Regions from separate parts of the Mus musculus genome. Here regions 2 and 3 are each linked to region 1. Evidence: chromatin contacts called from public Hi-C data. All regions are on one chromosome and are shown on one strand. The core of a region is the stretch at or near the end of the contact, and the rest is flanking DNA. Distances in the headings are between cores, read along the strand shown.

Evidence for each region. Hi-C and Micro-C count contacts between places; a contact is called where the count stands out from the background.
Region 2: a contact with region 1 is called in a Hi-C map of cerebellum, with 2.1 times the contacts expected there. The contact joins the promoter of Snapc3 here to the enhancer-like site in region 1. A contact is called at or near these places in 2 of 39 promoter capture datasets (both in the 3T3-L1 cell line), 9 of 484 Hi-C or Micro-C datasets (the Ba/F3 cell line, the C2C12 cell line, the N1E-115 cell line and 6 more) and 3 of 115 datasets of contacts at active chromatin or transcription factors (bone marrow-derived macrophages, forebrain and large pre-B cells).
Region 3: a Hi-C map of cerebellum shows a contact between it and region 1, with 1.7 times the contacts expected there. The contact joins two enhancer-like sites. A contact is called at or near these places in 2 of 484 Hi-C or Micro-C datasets (cerebellar granule neurons and cerebellum), 1 of 115 datasets of contacts at active chromatin or transcription factors (embryonic forebrain) and 1 of 9 other capture datasets (adipose tissue).

The regions. Positions count from the first base shown.
Region 1 is chr4:82,944,422-82,949,149 of GRCm38.p6, reverse strand. The region is part of intron 24 of Frem1 (Fras1 related extracellular matrix protein 1); the gene reads left to right. Among named protein-coding and RNA genes, the nearest start is that of Gm33260, 23 kb to the right of the region's middle. Within about 2 kb of position 2,814, at least 33 of the 459 cell types and tissues checked have an H3K27ac peak or open chromatin away from gene starts, as enhancers often do. A contact at or near this core is called in cerebellar granule neurons, cerebellum, cerebral cortex and 2 more, where this site is marked.
Region 2 is chr4:83,414,900-83,419,627 of GRCm38.p6, reverse strand. It overlaps Snapc3 (small nuclear RNA activating complex, polypeptide 3), which reads right to left and starts at 1,904. Exons shown (of 9, transcript NM_029949.4): 1 at 1,574-1,904; 2 at 845-922. The coding sequence starts at 1,875.
Region 3 is chr4:83,230,675-83,235,402 of GRCm38.p6, reverse strand. Ttc39b (tetratricopeptide repeat domain 39B) reads left to right here. Exons shown (of 20, transcript NM_027238.2): 18 at 2,575-2,692. Among named protein-coding and RNA genes, the nearest start is that of Gm46887, 46 kb to the right of the region's middle. Within about 2 kb of position 2,117, at least 74 of the 459 cell types and tissues checked have an H3K27ac peak or open chromatin away from gene starts, as enhancers often do. A contact at or near this core is called in cerebellar granule neurons and cerebellum, where this site is marked.

The DNA of each region.
Region 1 (4,728 bases), core at 1,565-4,064:
GTATTTCTGAGGGATGGTTTTGATTGAGTCTAGTCTTAAACAACAACAACAACAAAATACAGACCGATATGAACAAATATTTCCTCTGTCTCTTGTATGTGTGCTCATGTGGGGGTGGTGCACATGTGTGTGCAAGTACATGCAAGAATGGAAGATAGAGCACAACCTGGGTGTCGGTCTTCAAACACCACCCACCTTGGTTTTGAGATAAGGCCTCTTCTTAACCTTGATCTTACACAGCAGGCCAGGCTGGACGATCAGTGAGCCCAGGAAGTGTCCTCCCTCTGCCTCCAGCATTTGGATAACGTGCCAGTGCACTCAGGGTTTGGTTTGGTTTGGTTTGGTTTGGTTTGGTTTGGTTTGGTTTTGTTTTGTTTTGTTTTGTTTTCAAATATGGGTTCTAGGACTCAAATCCAAGTCCTCATGCTTTCAAATCAAGCCCTTTACTAACTGATCCATTCCTTCTGCACCCTCCTTCTCTTTATAGATGTCCTAAAACAGGAAGATAATTATTTAATTGAGCCATACCTTTACTAAGTTTGTGCTTGAGTACTGTTGCGCATTAATGAAAACATCAGAAGGGAGAGGTCCCTCTTCTCATCGGCTTTGTCGTTTAAGTTGTATATTGCCATGGTGAAAACACAGGTTCAGGGTCATTTATTGCCTTTGTGATTCACTGCGCCATAAATGTCATCAAGTTACACGGCCACTTGTATTACTGGTCCTTCTATGGGACTGGAGAGTGCTCATTGTATTTGCCAGTTAGGGCCATAGGGAGTTTCAAATGAATTAGGCACGTGGCATGCACACAGCATTGGGCACTTAGGGCGAACGGAGTTGTTCTTACCCTGGTGTTGCCCTCAGTGTGACACTGTTTCCTTGGCTGCCGTCTCACCTTCAATCTTTGCAGTAGCAAGCGTGATCATGGAGGAGTAAGGACATTCAGACAGGAGTAGAGCTTACTCTTTCCGGTTTGCTAAGGAAACGGGTGCTCCTTAGTCTAACGCATGTTTATCGGAAGGAGGGTGTTTGATTTTATACCCATTTCTGGGGCCTTTTGCTTCTCTCCATTCCTGTTTCTCTAGTTAATGCCCACAGGTCTGTCAGCTCCAGACAGTAATGGCTGCTGGAGGAACACTGCAATGAGCTGGCTGAAGAAGCCAGTGAATGAATTTAAACTGATGTAGGCAAGTGAAGGTGAGATACTGAGATGGCAGAAAACCTAAACCCAAATCCCTTACTACGTATGGGAGCACCACATGTGGGAGCAGTACACATGGGAGCACCACACATGGGAACACTACACATGGGAGCACCACATGTGGGAGCAGTACACATGGGAACACTACACATGGGAACACTACACATGGGAGCACCACATGTGGGAGCACCACACGTGGGAGCACCACACGTGGGAGCAGTACACATGGGAACACTACACATGAGAACACTACACATGGGAGCACCACACGTGGGAGCACCACATGTGGGAGCATTACATATCCCAAATTCTTGGACCTCATGCCAGTTTTGGCAACTCCAATCTCAGCTGGAAATCTGTCTTTTGAAAGGCACTCCCCAAGAATCTGATCACGGATGCCTCAGGACCAGCATCAGTGAGCTGGCCTAATCCACTGCTCTGAGTGTGTCTTCTTGAGCCTGCATGAAAATTTCCAGAAGCCCTGCCAGGCCCTCCTGTAGACAAAGGGAACTAGGGGGCTCATGGGTCCTCACCTCAACGTACTAACTGGACCTTCACTTCATTTTGTTTCTTGATATTCTGTTTTCTGTTTGATTTTACATACTGGGTTTCTTCAGCAGAAGTTTGTGGGGAAGCTCCTCTTGTCCAAATATCCACGTTGTTACCTTGGTCAGGGCACTAGACACTCTGTATGTCTTTCTTCCAAGCCTCTAGCCACCATTTTGAGAGAGATGCGATTGTTACCAGTTTGTGCACAGAATCCTAAATTTGAGAGACAAAGGCATTGCCCAATTGACGTAACAACTGTGCATCAGGACTTCCTTGGGAACTGAGAGTTTATTACAAAAGAAGTATTCTTTGCACTATACCTTTATCTTAGCAAAAATTAGTGGAGACTCTGTTTGTGCGAAGGAAGCCCTTCAATGTGTCATTCTGATCTGGGGCCAGCAGTTTTACATATTTATAATGGAAGAGCCTCGCATCTGCCCGAGATCCACATTTTAATCTTGTCATTTCGCTCACCCAATCAAGAGCTGCCGTGTTGTTTGTCAGGTGGCTCTAAACCAAAGCCGAGTGCCTGTTTTAATGAAAGTGTGATCATGGTGCGTTTTAAAAATTAAATATATGCAACCAATCTAATCACCCAAATTTATGTTGCTTGCTGTTAAATTTGGCACGGAATTTGGCTGGGTAAAAGAGATGAATTCTATGGTAGAGAATTTTCCCTCTTTCTCTTTTTTAATGTAGGATGTGGCAGCATTAATTAAATAGGGTTTAATGGTTGAATTTTACCTTCTGCAAAAATATTTTGTGAATCATAAATTTCCCCCGCATTGTTTGGTGCTGCTGGCCTGGAAGAGAGATTTGGCAGCCCACTCTAGGACAGATGACATGGAGCGATTAGCAAGCTGACTTCAGCTGCTGGCGGCTGGGTTCTGAAAGAACATGTTAATATCCTCCATTTTGACATGCCGGCTGGACTTTTTTTTTTTTTTTTCCTGAGGAGCTGGCACTATTTATGACTCCATTTTTATCTTTTAAATGCCATGACAGATGGTAGATTCTTCAGCCAACTCTATTGCCAGGAAATGCAGAAAGCTTGACAGCATTGTGGTAATGGTAAAATCAGACCAGGCAGACACCCCTAGACAAACCTGAAGTCATCCCCCAAATTTTCTGAGAGTGCTGGTCATTCTGGCTGCATCCTTTTTCAGGGGGCTGGGAGGGAATGGAAGGAGGGAGTAACAAGGGAAATCAAACAAAATGGACCTGCGAACAGAGCTAATGCTCCGCACGGCAGCCCTCCTCACCTCAGGGTGGACACCACTGACTTTCAGAATATGTTTGCAGGGTTGTGAAGGCAGGCACACGGGTGAGTCTCTCTCTTTGCTTCCATTTTGCGGGCAGGAGTTCTGCTGACCTTGTTTTGTGACTGTGCTAGCTTTATTCTGATGGGAATCCAAGCAGAACCATTCGCTCTGTCTCTCACCCTAGTGGAGGCTTCTCTGCCAGTGAGTAGCTTTCATCATTACTCACAAAAGTGGGATGGTGCATTTGATCCAGTCATGTTTAGAAATCACATCTTTTTTCATCCCTGACTTATTAGCTTTAGGTCAATGCAGACAGCTGCTTCAGTGTCCCAGCTGGGAGCACTGGCCTCAGTAAATGTATTTCTTACTCTTCCATGGTCCCTGGCCTGATCACCCTCATTCCCATCTGTCACATGGCACATTGCCTATTTCCCAGGTGGTCAGATTCCCCAGCATCAGGCGGGGAGGGGTGTGGGAAGGACAGGATGGGTCAGGAGACGATTTCAGTGTCCTCTAAGAGGTCGTGTGTGGCCCTGACACTGAGCTTGAAAGACCTGTTTTCAAAGGACTGAGTCTCCGGTCAGATATTAAAAATGGCCACCTTGGAACATCCAGCTAGTCACCTGGGCTCACACTAGCTCTTGATTTGTCTCACTTCCTTTTAATTTCTTCTTCCTTGTTAGCTGATATTTGACAGCCTTTTAATAGAGGCACAAATTCTTTAACTCTACAAGTAAGGCTAATATTAAAAATGCAGATCATGAGGGTGAGGAGATGGCTTAGCTGGTAGAATGCTTGCCATGCAAGGGTGTTGGCACACATCCGTAACCCCAGAACCAAGAACCAAGGAGGTAGACACAGGCACATTCCTAGGGCTCACTCTTTGCCCACTGCTGCCGAACTCATGAGGTCCAGATTCAGTAAAAGACCACATCAACAAACAAACAAACAACCATAAGAGCAATCAAGGGAGACACCTGATGTCAACCCCTGGCCTACACACATGTACACACACATACACATGCACACACAAACACACACATGCACCTGCATACACAAGGGTGCACACTCCACAGGGACACACACGTACACATGAAATAAAGTTTAAGAAAATTATAAAATTATAAATTATAAAATTATAAAATGGCATGCCTTTTAGCCTACATGGCTGCTGAGTTCCTGATAACTAATTTAAACTCCCCCAGAAAGCACATTTGATGTTGGGATGTGGTAGGGGACAGAGAGTCACTTCATTTGAGAAGAGGTTTGGGCAGGATGGACAGTGTGAAGCGTATGTCAGAGATGTAAATGGGAGAAGAGGCCTTGGAGATGTGTGTGTGTGTGTGTGTGTGTGTGTGTGTGTGTGTGTGTGTTCGTGAGCACACACGAGCGTCTCACTTCTTTCATGTGTCACTTCGGGTCACTAGATAGAGCTACAAGAGGGGAGCCTGTGCTGATATCACAGGGAAGAAGAGAATGAAGTCAGTCCTGTGAAGATCCTTGCCAGAGACAGAGCCAAGTGCTGCCCCTCAGAGTGCTTCCCCACTCTGAGGTCACTTCGACGCTGTCCACAAAGTCTGAAGAACACACACATAGCTCTTTAAGTGCACTTGATTTTTTTCATCAAAATTATCTGATGATACTTCATGTTCAGCCAAAGAAAATTTCCAATTTGTATAGAACTTATACATCAGAGAAAATATGATTGCTGATTTT
Region 2 (4,728 bases), core at 655-3,154, 470 kb before region 1:
CAATTCCTTCCTTATCACCGGTATTTTGGGACACACTATCTGAGTATTTAAGCTTGCATTACAAATCTAAGTAGATAAAGTCTACATTAAAAAATCAATGCAAATTCAAATATGTAGTGGATATTAGGGATTTTGTGTTCTTAATGTTTTTCTTTAGATGTAAGAATATCACCCTGGGGCTGTAGAGATGGCTCAGTGGTTAAGAGCACTGACTGCTCTTCCAGAGGTCCTGAGTTCAATTTCCAGCAACCACATAGCGGCTCACAGCCATCTGTAATGGGATCTGATGCCCTCTTCTGGTGTGTCTGAAGACAGTGACAGTGTACGCATATACATTAAATAAATCTTAAAAAAAAAAAAATATCACCCTAATCCCAAATTACAGAATGGTACTTCTTTTGGAGCTACGTAACTGATGGGTAAATTAGCACAGTATCTGTGATTTACTGAATGGAAGAGCCTGGGGAAACACACACAACTGTATCCCATAGCCACAGAGCCACAGAGCCACAGAGCCACAGAGCCACAGAGCCAAAGAAAGGATGTCCAAATGTTTAAAACAACAACAACCACCACCACAACAACAACCAGTCATCAATTATCATTGAACTCACTAGGTAGCTAAGGCTAACCTCTAACTTACATCAGTTTTGACTCAGCCTCCCGAGGGCTGGGATTACAGCCAAAAGCCAGGACACCAAACTAATGGTTGAATTTTAAGTGGTGGAGTAAAACATTCAGAGTGTTCAGATAAACAGCAGAAAGACTAACTGTAGTTTAGTGGTAGGTCGTGTTTCATCTCCAGCACCAAAACAAATAGCATATAACAAAACAAAACTCATACCATAAAGTCACTAGGTCAGTGTTCTCTGGGATGACTTCCGGGTCTTCATCTTCCCCGAGGCATCTCAGTTTATCAAGGCTTAGAGAAAGGGAGGTTGGGAAAGGGAGAAAGGAAAAGCAACGATTTATGATCAGCCATGCATTTTTCAACAGCGGGTCAGAGCTTGTCCTAAATACATCATTGAATAATTAAGTCTTATGAAATCCAGCAGGCAGCTCAAAAGAGGCCAGAATTCAAGACAATGGTTTTTGTGCCAGTGTTATACCGAAAAGGGTGTATGTTCATTTGAGGACAGCCAGTACTGTCAAAAGGAGAAGGACCGCTACAAGTTAGTTTTTGTATTTCTATTTCCAGGTAAGAAACTTTTAGGGAAATTTTAGTAATAACATTTTCATGAGGACCGCTAGAAACCACGGTTAATAAAGGTTTCAACCCGGCTCTGTTTAAGTCTCCTCCATCCTCAGGTACTTCCATTGTCCAAATATCAATGACAGATATATACCGCTGTTACTTCAACAAGCACTTTAAAGATCAAGAATAGAAGTCTTTCGTGCATTTGTAGTGTCCCGTTACTGGATCCACCCCTCAGGAAAGTGCTTTTGGACCCAAGGATCTCTTCCGGCCTTCCGGAAAGGGTTTAGGGGGACGAAGGTTAAGGGTCTCCGAGAAGCGCAGGGACGAGGCTGAGCCCTGCGGGATCCACGCAAAACCCCGAAGCCGCACACTCACCCGCACACGACCCTCAGCTCTGCTGCTGCCTCCAGACTGCAGCCCAGATCGCTGGCTACTGCAGCATCCTCAAAGCCGTCGTTGGATGCCCCTCCGTCGGTCGGCTGCTCGGCTGCCTGCGGTTCGCTCAGCGACAAATCCTGGGCCCCTAGCCGGCCACGCCATAGCTCCCCAAAGGAGCCCACATGGAACACGCGCGTGTGCAACTCGGGAAGCTCGTATTCCGGAAAGCTGCTGTGGCTCGCACTGGGGACTGGGTGCTGTGGGCCACCCGCACCGCCGCCCTGCAGGTCCTCCGCCATGTCAGCCACGATCCCTTCCGGCAAAAGCTGGCGAGAGGGCGTCGCGGGGCGTGACGGGATTTGTAGTTTTGCAGAGCTCCGGGGTGGCGGGCGGTTGCGCGAGCTGTGCTTCAGAAACTACATTTCCCAGCAGGCTGGCTACCGCCTGGGCGCGGCTCGGTCGCTGTGGGCCGGGCTGGATGCATTGTTCTCTGGACTTGTCCGAGGGCTGTGCGGCTCGCTGTGTTCCGAGCTGATCTGGTATTGGGACCCACAATTACCTAAAGACTCAATCATTGGGTCCCCATCTCATAGTTTTCTCAAATCTGGTTCGTAGGGGCGGGACTTTTGTCCACTGGTTTTGCGAGCTGCTCTGCGGTTCCTCCTATCCTAGAGAGAATCCTGAAGGACAAGGGGCACTGAGACTGGTTCGTCCAGAATCTTCTGAAAGGCACGGTGTGTGTTTGTATGCGTGCCTTTGTATACCTACCTGCACGATAGAGCTTATCGAACGTCGGCTATGCAACACACAAATTCATTCTTAGCCATATGTATATATTTTGAAAAGTCACCACTTTTCCGGGGAGAGAGCCGAATGTGATTGTTAAAGGAGTAAACCGGTAAACTAGGAAATGGAAGTAGCTTGAAACCCAGTGAGCCTAGATGTTTCTGAAGCTTGGCCATCGCTCAGCTGTTCCAAATATCATAGCAGGGTGTGCTGAACAATCCCTGGCTTGTATGATTGTCCTGTGACACATGTTGTATAATTCAGCCATTGGAACTATTCCTTTAGTGGCTTTTAGTATATTCACAATGGGGCAACCATTAGTTTAAGAACATTTTCACCACTCGTGAAAAGGTTGCTTTTAGTTATGACTCCCAATCCTTCCAACTTTAGCCAACACTTTTCAGGCTTTACGTCTGTAAAGGTTTGCTATCTGGGCTTTTTGAAATAGGATATCACTACGTAGAACAGTCTAGCCTTGAATTCACAGCCGCTTCTGCCTCCTGAGTCCTGGGATTAAAGGTATGTCCCACCACACCCAGTTTATTTTCTACATGTAATATAAATGTAATCATATATGACCTTTACAATAGGTTTCTATAATATTGTACAATATTTTTACTTTGCAGCAAATTTCAGTACTTCATCCCCCCCCCCTTTTTGGTTGAATTTAATTGTATTGCATGGATATTATATATTTTATTTATTGAAACTCATTGGATGGACTGGGCTGCAGCTCAACTGATAAAATACTTGGCTCACATGCATGAAGTCCTGGGATCAATAATCCCAGCACTTGCAAGGGAGAGGCAGGAGGACCAGAAGTTCAAGGTCATAATCACCTTCAGAGGGAGTTTGAAGCAAGCCTGGGATACAGGAATTCCTGTCTCCTAAACAACAAGCAGGACTGGAGAGATGTCTCTCAGTGGCTAAAGAGCTTCAGCTTCTCTTCCAGAGGACCTGGGTTCGGTTCCCAGCACCCGTGTGGCAGTTCTCAGTGGTCTATAACTCCAGTTCCAGGGCCTCTTCTGACCTCTTTGGGTACCAGGCATGCAATAGTGCACAGACAATATGGGCAAAACACCATGACCAAAGCAACTTGGCTTCCATATCACAGGCCATCAGCAAAGGAAGTCAGGACAAGACTCCAGCAGAGCAGGAACCCAGGGGCAAGAGCTGATACAAGAAAAAAGAAAAATGCCGAGTTAACAGTTCAACTAAAACAAAACAAGGGGTTGAAAGATGGCTCAGTGGTTGAGAATACTTGCTGCAATTCCAGAGGACCGTGGTTTAGTTCTCAGCACCCACATTCACTCACAACCTACCCTTTTTTCATGTTTACTGCTTTCTCTTCCTGCTCGGACTCTTTACAGTGCCTCTGCTGTACTGTTCGTCAAATCTACAATGAAAGCCTTCTTTTTTAACCATCTCTTTGGAGCTGTCATGTCCTCGTTTTTTACACCTCTCTCTCTTTCTTCCTTCCTTCCTTCCTTCCTTCCTTCCTTCCTTCCTTTCTTTCTTTCTTTTCCCAGATACTTGCCAAAGCCTGGGCATATTTCCCATGATGTTCTGGGCTTTTTTTTTTTTTTTCCCTCAGGAGCAGTCCAGTCCCCTGCCCCCACTTCTCCCCAGCTTTGGTTCTGTGTCTAACCTCCACATGTAACTCAAAAGGCCTGGCTTTCTTTTCTTTCTCTTTTCCATCTTCCTTCTTCTGGAAGCTGCTGAGACTTACAGCTTGTCTGTACTGTTGCTGTCTTTTTTTTTTTTTTTCTTAAACTCTAATTAAAAACATTCTATTTATTTATTTTCATACAGAGTTCCACTATGTAGACCAGGCTAGCCAAGTGTTGGGATTAAAGACATGCAATATCAGGCCTTTTTTTTTGTTTGTTTGTTTTGTTTTTTTGTTTTTTCGAGACAGGGTTTCTCTGTATAGCCCTGGCTGTCCTGGAGCTCACTTTGTAGACCAGGCTGACCTCAAACTCAGAAATCCGCCTGCCTCTGCCTCCCGAGTGCTGGGATTAAAGGCGTGCGCCACCACGCCCGGCTTTTTTTTTTTTTTTTATCTTGTTTTATTAATGAGACTAAGAAGCCAAAGAAAGGGCTCTAATTTCCCTGATAACTCTGAAACTGCAGTTGGTTTGAGACTAAAGAAAAGTAGGGCCTTCTTTTTAGTAATTCTCCAACCTAGTTATTATAAATACATTCCTGGCTCAGGAGGTGTGAAAGTGGTTTTGTATAAGATCTTTTATATAAATATCATCATTGTCATAATTAAAAAAGATACACAAAAACTTCCAGTGACATTTCTTTCCTGCTTGTTTGTTTTGAGATTTATGTGTATGTTTTCCCTGCATGGGCATAAGAAT
Region 3 (4,728 bases), core at 868-3,367, 290 kb before region 1:
AGACACACCAGGCTTGCCACAATTCTGTCCTGTGTTTCTCCTGGGTGAAAGAACTTGTTTATTGTCAAGGTCACCAGTTCCTGCAGATTAAGTTTCTAATGAGTTTTAGGACCATTGTTCTATGTAGGAACATTATCTTCTCCGACCCTAAACTCCTGACTTAGTAATTAAGCTCCTGTTCTCCAGATTGAGGGGTGGGGAATCTGTGATTGGAAAATTGAGTTAAGTTATAAGCCTGAGGTTGTGTGGGCTTCCACCCAGCCCATATTCATAGATATCAGAATGTGGTTTGGTTTTGTGGCTCAAAAACAGGGTAGGAGGGTACCAGTGACCCTACTGTAGTAACTGGGCACAGTGAGTCAAGGTTGGCCAACCACACAAAGGGCTCAGCCTAGCGCACTCGGAGGCACGCTCAGCCTTGGTCGGCATGTGGTATTAATTTCTGTACCGTTTCCTTTGGAAGTCTAAACAAATCCATCATGTACCCAGAAGTTGGCAGCAGATCCACTTTGTCTATCCTTGCAGTTAATTTGTGTGGCGACATTATATAGCAAACAGAATCAGTTACATGAAGGGATTGCAGTCTGGTGGCCTTTCACGTTTCAGTCAGCTTCCACGTTTCCTGCTTGGTGCGATCCAGCAAGTTTCTAAAATACGCAGCGTAGATATTTTTGTAGTTCTTAAGCTTCCTTCTTTCTTGGCCTGCCCACAGTTAGGACACTCAGCCCCTCACTGTGCTGCACATACACTTGGGCATCGTTACCATGATTGAAAAAAAAAAAAAACAAAAAAACCCCACTTTTCAAACAGTATCATTTCTCTATGTGTGTGTGGTTGTCAGAGGACATTTGTGACACTGGTACTTTTCTTCTACCATGTGGGTCCTTGGGATCAAACCCAGGTCATCACCCTTAGTGGCAGTCGCCTTCACCGGCAAAGCCGTATCGCCTGTCTTGTTGCAGTGATATATATATATTTTTAAATTCCAATTGAAGATGGAAACTATTGAAATCTTCCTCTTTCATGAGACTTTGAATCATGACAGGGAGTGATCATGTGACGACAGTGTACTATGGTCAGAGGAGTCTGTGGTTTTGCTTCTGAGGTTTGTGTCGGATGTGGGATATAAACCCCTCTGTCAAATTGCTAACTTAAGATCCCCACAGAGTGACTTTACTGGTTTTTCAATGGTAGTTGTCTGTGGCACCTCAAAAACCATAATTCACTGAGCAAGCAGATGTTGTCACGACACAAACTGTCAGAAAACTACTTCTCAAAGTTCAATAGGATACACAGCAGTGACACTAAAATCCAGTGTCCTGTGTGGGTCTTAAGGCTTTGGGCTAAGGGCCGACTGACCTTTTCGTAGACATCTCTGAGAGAAGCATGGGTTGGGTGTAGGGAAAGGTAGCTCTAAGTAGTGGGAAAGGTTAGAGGTGTTGGCATCCGTGGGCTTTCTAGTGACGTGTCAGCACTTGATAGTTAGAAGTGAATCTCAAATGTTTAAACACTTAGAAGTGAAGTGAGCCCCTTCTAGCTGGGTGAGTGGCACTGTTAACCTCTAATAGGTGAGGGCTTTATAAGCTGAAACACCAGCACATGTCACTGGTGAGGTCTGAGCCTTGACCCTGAAGCATGAGCCTTTCAATCTGGGGACGTTCAGAGTCTGCTCAGTTCCCTTCACCACCCCTCCACACTGTCACAGCCTGAGACGTGTAAATTAGCAGTCTGTCTTGGAATAGCTTCTTCACATGTCACCCGCAAAAGAAAAAAAGCAGGAAAGCCCTCACGCATGGAGCGCATGGCATGGCTACCTTTGTCACACAGCCACCGCCCCATTCGATGCGACTCACTCTGCCTCATACGCCCAAACTGAGCTGGAGACAGGGGTCCGGGTGGGGAAGGAAGGCCCTGACATTCTAGGAGCATGGGGGTTCGTGGGGGCTTGGGGTGCCTCGCCCACGTTTCGGAACCATTTCACGGCATAACTTCCCCCCAAAAGAACATAACCTGGGAGAACTGCTAGGTTGTAAACATAATGATCTGGAAGAGAGGTTTCTGCTTCCTGCATTTTGAACGGGTGGGAGGCCATCTGCTTCTCCATATGGAAGCGCTATCCTCTCCTGCACGGGTGCCAGCAGAGTTAGAAGCCAAAACCACAGGAGGAGACAGCCTGGCTCCTCCCTTCACCTCTGAGAGAATTAATGGAGCTCATTCTTTATGTAGAGTTCAGATTTCCTGTCGTAGCTAAGGCCACAGGATTCAGGATGACCACCTGAAAACTCTGCCTGTGAACACAGCGTAAGAAATGCTGGTGATTGAGAGAGTTCAATGCTCTTCTCAGCAAGGGTTTGCAGTGTGTCGTGAGTTAACAAACGTGTTTGTGAATGGTCCCCTTAAAGCCCAACATCAGTTAGTTTTCCTCTCAGTTCGGAGTTTTTTGAAAGCATTTTTGGACTGGAGGTGCAGGGCAGCCCAGAGTGTCTGCCTCGTAAAGATGGGGCTCTAGCATCCATCGCAGACACCATGCAAACAATGAGCTTTCCCCCTTCCGTCTATGCTTCTTGTTTTAAGACTTTACTGACTACTCTGTGGATGATGAATGCTTGGTGAAATTACTGAAAGGATGCTGCCTCAAGAACTTGGAGCGGCCCTTGCAAGCTGAGCTGTGTTTCAACCACGTTGTGGAAAGGTAAGAGGCAGCCCGAGGACAGGTGGTGGCTTCAGGGGAATCTGTGGGACAAAGGGGTGCCCCGAGCCTTTAACCTCATGAACAGATCTGCGGTTTGTTTGGAATATGGCTTTACGTTATTTCCACTCACTGCTTAAAGATGACTGCTAAATGTAAACTTAGAGCCAGGCTGACAGTCGCTAAGCGTTGGCTGTAAACTACTGAGGCTCTCAAACTCACTTGGTCTCTATCACTTCCTGTGGGGTGTGTGTGTGTGTGTGTGTGTGTGTGTGTGTGAGAGAGAGATGGTGATTTGGCAGGGAAGAGAGGTGAAAATACTGCTCCTTGTTTTTTCCCACAGGACATTTCTTCTGTGTATGGTGATCTTTGTTTTACAGCAATGACAGTACTGTCCTGATACTTTTCAGAGAGTTGGAGCAAGGGTGACTGCCTGTCAGTAAACTGGTGACCACTGTGTTCTAATGGCTGTGACTACTCACTCTGCACAGTGTGGGCCCAGGAGCAGGGCTCCCTACTTCTTTTCATAAAGAACCTGAAAACTGCATCTAATGTCAGGTCTCCTGGGTTTTAAATATTTTGTTCAATATTTTTGAAAAGACTGCAAGCCAAAAAGATAGAGGCCATTCAGTGTGCCACCTGATGCCTTCTTTCCCAGGTCACGTGCCTTCCCATTAACAGCCACTTGGACTCCTCCCTCATGACAGTATTTATGAGAATGTAGGACACGGAATCTTGTTCCCCAATAAGGTAATTTGGTGTATTCGCAGCTCTAGTTTATTGGCATTTTCCTAATGTTCAAGGGCCGGCCACTTGCTGAATTTCACAGGGAATCATTGACTGGTGTGGTTTACAATGTTTGAATTGTGCAGTCACCTTAGGTGGGGTTAAGTTGAAGAGGAGACCTCCTACACCACCCACCTCGGCTTCTGCGCAAGCCACTTTTGTGTTAATATCATTGTTCAGCACAGTTCTTGGAACTCTAGAGCAAGGGACATTTGAAATGCAAGTTTCCGTGAGGACTGGCCTCTTGATGGTTAATTTCCAAAGAGATATGCTTTTTGTTTTTTCTTCATGCCAGAAGTATAGGCAAAAGGTCATCTGTCTTGTCCCTTGCCAGCAAGAGAGTTTCTTCTGGTCCATACTCTCTCCAAAAGATGCATCCTCTTTTCCAAGCTGAAGGTCCAGCCACCTGCTGTCTGTGGGTTTAGGGCTTCATCTTCTTCATGGCCACCAAGACACAAGTCTTAGGTCTCTGCATAACCATGTCTCCTTCCACACAACTGTCTCCTCTTACTTCTTTGAGACTAGTTTTGGTTATAGCCTGATAAACTGAAATTAATCTGACACAGAATTAGACAAGTCAGCAAACAGAGTAGCCATTCAGAATGGAAACTGTAGAGTATCACATTGCATTTTGTACTTTTAAAAAAAGACTTATTTATTTTATGTATTCAAGTACACTGTAGCTCTCTTCAGACACACCAGAAGAGGGGCGTCAGATCCCATTACAGATGGTTGTGAGCCACCATGTGGTTTCTGGAAATTGAACTCAGGAGCTCTGGAAGAGCAGGCAGTGCTCCTAACTGCTGAGCCATCTCTTCAGCCCACATTTTGTATTTTTGATAATGAGTATATTTGTATGCATGTATCTGCCACCAAAAGTGAAAAAATCCATTATAGTTTGAACTACAGAAACAGTTCGCTCTAGATTTAAAACACTGTTGTTAACTCAACCTTTTTCCTGGGCTTCTAGTTTTCATAATGATGCTGAAACAAGACTACTAGCCACCCAGTCACTGACATTTTGAAGAATTCTAAGACCAAGTATGAAGGGAATTGATGCTTAATTAAACACATAAACCAGTGCAAGTTCCTTACTCCTACATTTAGAATCACATGCTCCTGAAGATGATCTTGTCAACTCTGGGTTCATCTTATTGAAGGTCTGTGTGTATCGGTTGCCCTGAGAGGTTGTGTGTGTGGTGCCAGTGCTGGCCTTACCTAAGGAACAGAAGATTAGTGTTGTGCACTTCCTT